2 separate regions of the Zea mays genome follow, and region 2 is linked to region 1. Evidence: chromatin contacts called from public Hi-C data. All regions are on one chromosome and are shown on one strand. The core of a region is the stretch at or near the end of the contact, and the rest is flanking DNA. Distances in the headings are between cores, read along the strand shown.

Region 1 (2,739 bases), core at 139-2,638:
AATTGATTTTTAGCAACCAAATATTATAAATTATTAAAAAGGTAAAAAAAAAAAGTTAGCTCCGTACTCAATTTTCCCAATTGGTACAATCAGTAACTTGGCAAGTGTTTTTTTTTTAAAAAAAAACTCTTGCGTTTACTATAAACTTAAAGTATCTTCCAGCTGCGAGTTGGGTCCTAAATCAATATGCTCCATTTATTTGAAAAAATAGAGAAAGCGTGGTTTGATTTAACTGGCCTCTGAACTCATTTTTTACTAGCAAATTCCGTGAAGCACTATTACGATTATATACGAGTAACATCACAACAATAAGAAAATACTTTCGGTGATGTAAGCATGTAGCGTATGTATAACAAGATTGTTGTCATGTGGAAAAGTTTGTTATTACAAGATTTGGCGTACAAGCCTGGTATATATAAAAAACAAAATGGAGGTACTATTGTCCTCACGTGGAAAAATAATAATGGAGGTACTAGTGTTCAAAGGAATGGCCCGAACTGGGTGATAACACAATTATATTTACCAAGCATTACTAGTAGTAGCCTCGTTCTAAACTAATACTCCATTCGTTTTTTTATTTATCGCAGTTTAGTTCAAAAATAAACAACCGACGACAAAAAATATTAATAGTATATTATAGAAAGAGTTGTTGTATGTAATATTAATTCGTATCATATATCTTCTGGTTTGTATATAAATTTAATTAAGTTTAAAATAGTTTGACCAAGGATATCTATAAAATTTGATTTATTTTGGAGGGACGGAGTAGGAGACAAAAAGCAAATGATTGAACACTCGAAAAAAAAAAGAAAAACAGACAGAACCGTGGCAGTTTAGACCGCTGAAAGGCCTGCGGCGGGGGACAGGAGGCGGGCACGGACCTGCACGGGGAGCGCGTCCATGTCGGCCCGGAGCGCGACGACGGGGCCGGCGGCGGCGCCCGCGATGGTGGCCACGACGCCGGTCTGGGCGACGGGCCACCGGTACGGGACGCCGATCGCGTCGAGCTCGGCCCGCACGAGCTCGCTGGTGCGGAACTCCTGGAAGGCCAGCTCGGGGCGCTGGTGGATGCGCCGCCGCACGCCGCGCAGCCACGCGGCGAACCCCGGCGCGCGCGCCTCGCTGAGGAGGTCCGCTGCCGCCGACGCCGCCTCCTCTGCCGAGGCGAGGGAGAGGTGCGAACAGAGCAGTAGCAGCGGGAGGAGGAAGCGGGAGGAGGAGGAGGAGGAGGAGGAGGAGGAGGAGGAAGAGGAGGAGGAGGCCATGGTGGAAGTGGAAGTACGAGGATCGCCCGGCCGGTGGCAACGGGCGATCGGCAAAGGTGGAAGGAGATCACTTGGAGGAGAGACGCGGGAGTCGGAGGCAGGCAGACGGCTTCTTCAGTCAAGAGGTGGAGTGAGGTGAGTGAATCGAACGGCCCAGCGATTTTCGTGGCTTTCGAGAGGGGCCGAGTCATCGAGCAGAGCTACCTGCCATTTCGGGTTCGGGATTAGCCTTGGCGTTAGCGTTAGCGCGGCCGCCGGCCAACTAGCCTGTGTCGTTATCTAAGCGCTTCTTGACGACATTACTTTGGACGTACGTGACGGAATCATGAAAAGACAAGTCATATATAGCTGTTCTTGGCATCCTTCCAACAACCCTTTTTTTCGTATTTCTCATCTAGACGTAACTTCTTGTTTCAAATCCATACGTATCCTTGTGAATTGTGATTTCTACTACATTTGTTTACGGTCATCTAACAAAGTGGCGCTTAACAACCTAGGCTAGATACCTGTGCCCAATTACATGGCGTTAGAGAGGGACATCACCTCAACTTGAGTACGGATTTAATGAACAGAGATCACGAGGGTATCTACAGGTAAACAAGTGATGCATGCCACTACTCTATGGCAGTAGATTTCTAGTTTGGATGTCTGATTTCAATTTCATTCCTAACATATATACGTGTCGGCATGGTTAGGAGAAAAAAAATCTGGATTTGTCCACGATCAAACCCATATTATCATAATTTACTTATCACATTCTCTATATGTACCCGTGCCTAATGCATAATAATCAATGTTATCAATATTTATTGATTTGCGTTGAACTATTACCACTATACGGGAGATTCGAACACACACTACATTACCATATTTCCAACCGATACTTAGCATCTGGGACTATGGGGTGTTTGTTTGAGATTACAATCTACTCAGCTTATATAATCTAACTTATTTTAAGTTAAATGTTAGTTTAAAATAAGTTAGATTATATAATCTGGCTAGATTATAACACAAACAAATATATCCTGAACGCCTCATATTTAATCTCGGTTGTATGAATCGATACTAAAGATGAGACTTTAGTACTGGTTCTCGGCATAAACAGGTATTAAAACTTACATCTTTAATACCGGTTTGTTGCATGAAACGGTACTAAATGTTTCTTTTTAGTACTGGTTCTTTGCTAGAACCACTACTAAAATATCGAACCCAGATTTTATTATATGTTTACTTACATTAAAATGGATATGTACAATAATATATATATATATATATTCAATAATTATAATTATATATATATATTCATATATACAAAACGGATAAATTAATAATAATATATACAAATGTCTATGAAGTTTGGGCGTTCCAGGCAGGGGTCTTGCGCGTTGTCGACGTCTCCTTCTCCAAGCTCTAGATGGTTCTCCTCTGCACGCTTTCGGATGGTCCGCAATAGCGCAGAGGATCTTCCTCTTTG
Region 2 (3,158 bases), core at 248-2,747, 370 kb before region 1:
AGACGCCACAACTTGTCTAACTTTTCTGCCTAAATTTATGGTTTGTTTGGTTTGTGACTAATTGTGTCACACTGTGCCTAAGGTTAGTCGTTCTAATTGAAGAACTAACATTAGATAGAAAAGTTAGGCAAATTGTGACAAGTTAGGCAGCGAACCAAACAACCCTTTAGTTCTTCAATTCGAGCGACTAAGCTTAGACGGAATATGGTGTCTTCCGTAGGAAACCAAACATGTCCATAATACTTGATATGATAACAGGGAAAGCATATATCTGGGTTAGAGATACAAGAGGTTAACCTAGTGCTTGTTTCTTTTTGTGGTCCGAGATCTCAATGCAACATATGTTGATAGGGATATAGACCATGAACATGTATAATCCATGTTATGTGGGCTGTCGCATTGTTAACCCAAGCCACATGTGTCTCTTAGGGTGTGTTTGGTTTCGGAACAACGTGGGTCGGGTCGGAGCTGAACCATTTTTCTGGGTCGGGTCGGACCCGTTCCTTGTTTGGTTTCAGTGGCAGATTGAACCTAGTTTCTTGTTTGATTACATGGTTAAAGTGGGTTGGAGCTGCACCATCTCTTGTTTGTTTCGTGATGAGGGATGAACTGAATATGGTCAACTTTCTGGTCATATTACCACACTCAGAATTATATCTTTAATTCAATAAGATAACAACATTCAAAATAAATAAACCGACACTATTTTAATATTTGAAAAATCCATAAGCACAAGATATACATAAATTAAAGCCATTATTAACCAAGTCATAATTTTTTAGTGATGAGGTCTCACTGTTACATTTCAGACATAATTAAAGGAACATCCCAACAACATCAAGATGCATTTCAATGATGTAACATTTGCCATTACTAGCGGACTTGTCTAGACGATGACGAGCACTGACCTTTACCTGTTCGACGACAGCACTAGCAAGGCTCGCGGGTTGTGCCTACTGGAGAACACGCCGGCATCGGAGGGCAGGCCAGCGAGGGACTGACGATGGGAGGCGCAACAAGCCGGTGGGGGAGTCTGACGACGCTGATAGAGGCCAGCACACTGGAGGGCAGGCCAGTGGGGAACTAACGACGGGAGGCAAGCGGGGGATTAACGTTGGAGGGTAGGCTGGCGGGGTCCCTCGTCCCAGTAGGCTGGTAGTGGCGGCACGCCCCTGTGCTGGTCTCGAGTGGATAAGGCATGAGTGATGGGAGGGTGGAGAGAAAGTGGGTCGAAATGGTTCGCTTGTTTTTGAGAAATCTTTAGAACCCATATTTTTAAGAAGTATTTCGACCCAGAACCAATCTAACCCGCGAGCCTTTTAAACCAAACGCAGGTTGTTATGGGTTGAACCCGTTTCAATCCGCATCAACCCGCTAACTAAACACACTCTTACACTCTTACGTCAACATGGCGGGCTGAAGTCAACATAGATGTGTGAGGTGTGGGCCGATGCCCTCCTCATCTAGATATGGTGTCGTGCACCGTGCACGGAGAAGGCTTTCGAAAAGTGTACTCAGTCCTGGTCGTGGCGGGCCCATATTCGAGGGCATTCAAGCTTTGAGGCTATCACAATGAGAGCTGGTCACTTTTGATTCTAATGCCAGACCTCGCCTTGCCTTGCTTGGCTAGAAATCGAGTAGCAACAGACGTTTGGTTTTTTTTGACAAATTTGTCTGGGTGTTCGTGCTGGCAAGGGTCCCTTACTACTGCTGGGGAGCTACATTGGCTCACCCACATCAGCAAGGTGTAACACCCTAATCTTACTATATAATTTTTCACTATTTAAAGTAACATGAATTTATGTATCCTGAATGAGTATACCATAATATTTTTATTTGTTTAATTATCAATATAGAAACAACATTAACAATCAAGCCATCGTTGGGTTTTGACATGTGAGTGGAAGAACCAAACAACAAGACAAACTAGAAACAGTGGCTCTCGATATGTCTTGTCAAGCGTGTTTTCTTCCGTTCGAGCGGGGTATTTCAACAAGACAACCCTATCACATCCGGGTTAGGGCCCATTCGTTTCTGCAGGATTACACCAAGAATTATTCCTGTTAATCAAAACTTATACAAATTAGAGAAGCAATCCGGGCCGGAACAGTTCCGACCTTCTATTCCCCGTCAACCGAACGGGCCCTTAATGGGTTGCAACCAGGGTTCACTTTCTCGTTCCGAGATCACCTGATTTCAGCATTTTTTCGTTTTCGTTACTAACCGAAAAATGAATTTTGATCTGGTTTCAAATGGAATTTGATTCAAAATATAAAAATACAAAAGTCAAATTTTGGTCAACAAAATGAAATTCTGATCATTCTAAACGAAATTGTGAACCCTGGTCGCAACAACCATATCACATTTTGGTTAATGGAACTATAGGATTGGCTCCACCTTAAGGCCATGTAACAACATATCAGGGCGTATTTGGAAGTTTATAGTTTTAGGCAATGCCATGGTTTATAGGAATACTAGAGTATTTTTTATACCATAAGGTGTCTGTTTGCATTCCTAAAAGGAAAAAGTCCATATTACTCCCTCCACCTATTGATGTTGTTAAAATAACGTCCTAAACATTTTTTTGCTTGATTAACCCCTCCAGAATAGTAAATGTAAACACCTCAAAAATGAGTTTTGAAGATTAGGCAAACTCCTTTCAAAATATAAGCAAAAGTGTTCTCTAATAAGGATTAATTAAGAAGGAGGCCCTAGTCAAATTATCCTATATTAGATGAAAATAATTGAATTAAAACAAAAGCAATAAGAAAACAGGAAAAAGAAAAAAAGAAAGGAAGCTCCTACCTGCGCTTGGGCCAGAATCTTCAGGCCTTGGCCCAGTAACCTGGCCGCCAGCCCACTTGGAGTGTGGTGCCGACATATGGGACCCACTCGTCAATCTCTTTGCCATCCCGCGTGCACCGCACTGGCCGTCACTAGCAGGTGGGGTCTGGTCGCCAAGAGTTTCTTCCCATCCGCGCGAGCGCCTGTACGCGATGACCCGCCTCGCTACATGGTGGGGCCACCTTGTCATGCTCCTTCACCACCATAGCAAACGCAACAGAACACTGAAGACGAATCATAATGAACTTAGCCAGGATATCCGAAGTTCGTTCACCAGCCCTAGATCCTCCGCCCATGGCTATATAAGCGAACCT

Evidence for each region. A called contact is a pair of places that touch in the nucleus more often than the background predicts.
Region 2: a Hi-C map of ear shows a contact between it and region 1, with 2.8 times the contacts expected there. The contact joins the enhancer-like site here to the promoter of LOC100383476 in region 1. A contact is called at or near these places in 3 of 25 Hi-C or Micro-C datasets (ear, endosperm and leaf).

Annotation. Positions count from the first base shown.
Region 1 is chr7:26,745,602-26,748,340 of Zm-B73-REFERENCE-NAM-5.0, reverse strand. It overlaps LOC100383476, which reads right to left and starts at 1,388. Exons shown (of 5, transcript NM_001176124.1): 1 at 882-1,388. The coding sequence starts at 1,265.
Region 2 is chr7:27,113,455-27,116,612 of Zm-B73-REFERENCE-NAM-5.0, reverse strand. No RefSeq gene overlaps it. Among protein-coding and RNA genes, the nearest start is that of LOC100194374, 20 kb to the left of the region's middle. Within about 2 kb of position 1,497, at least 12 of the 20 cell types and tissues checked have an H3K27ac peak or open chromatin away from gene starts, as enhancers often do. A contact at or near this core is called in ear and endosperm, where this site is marked.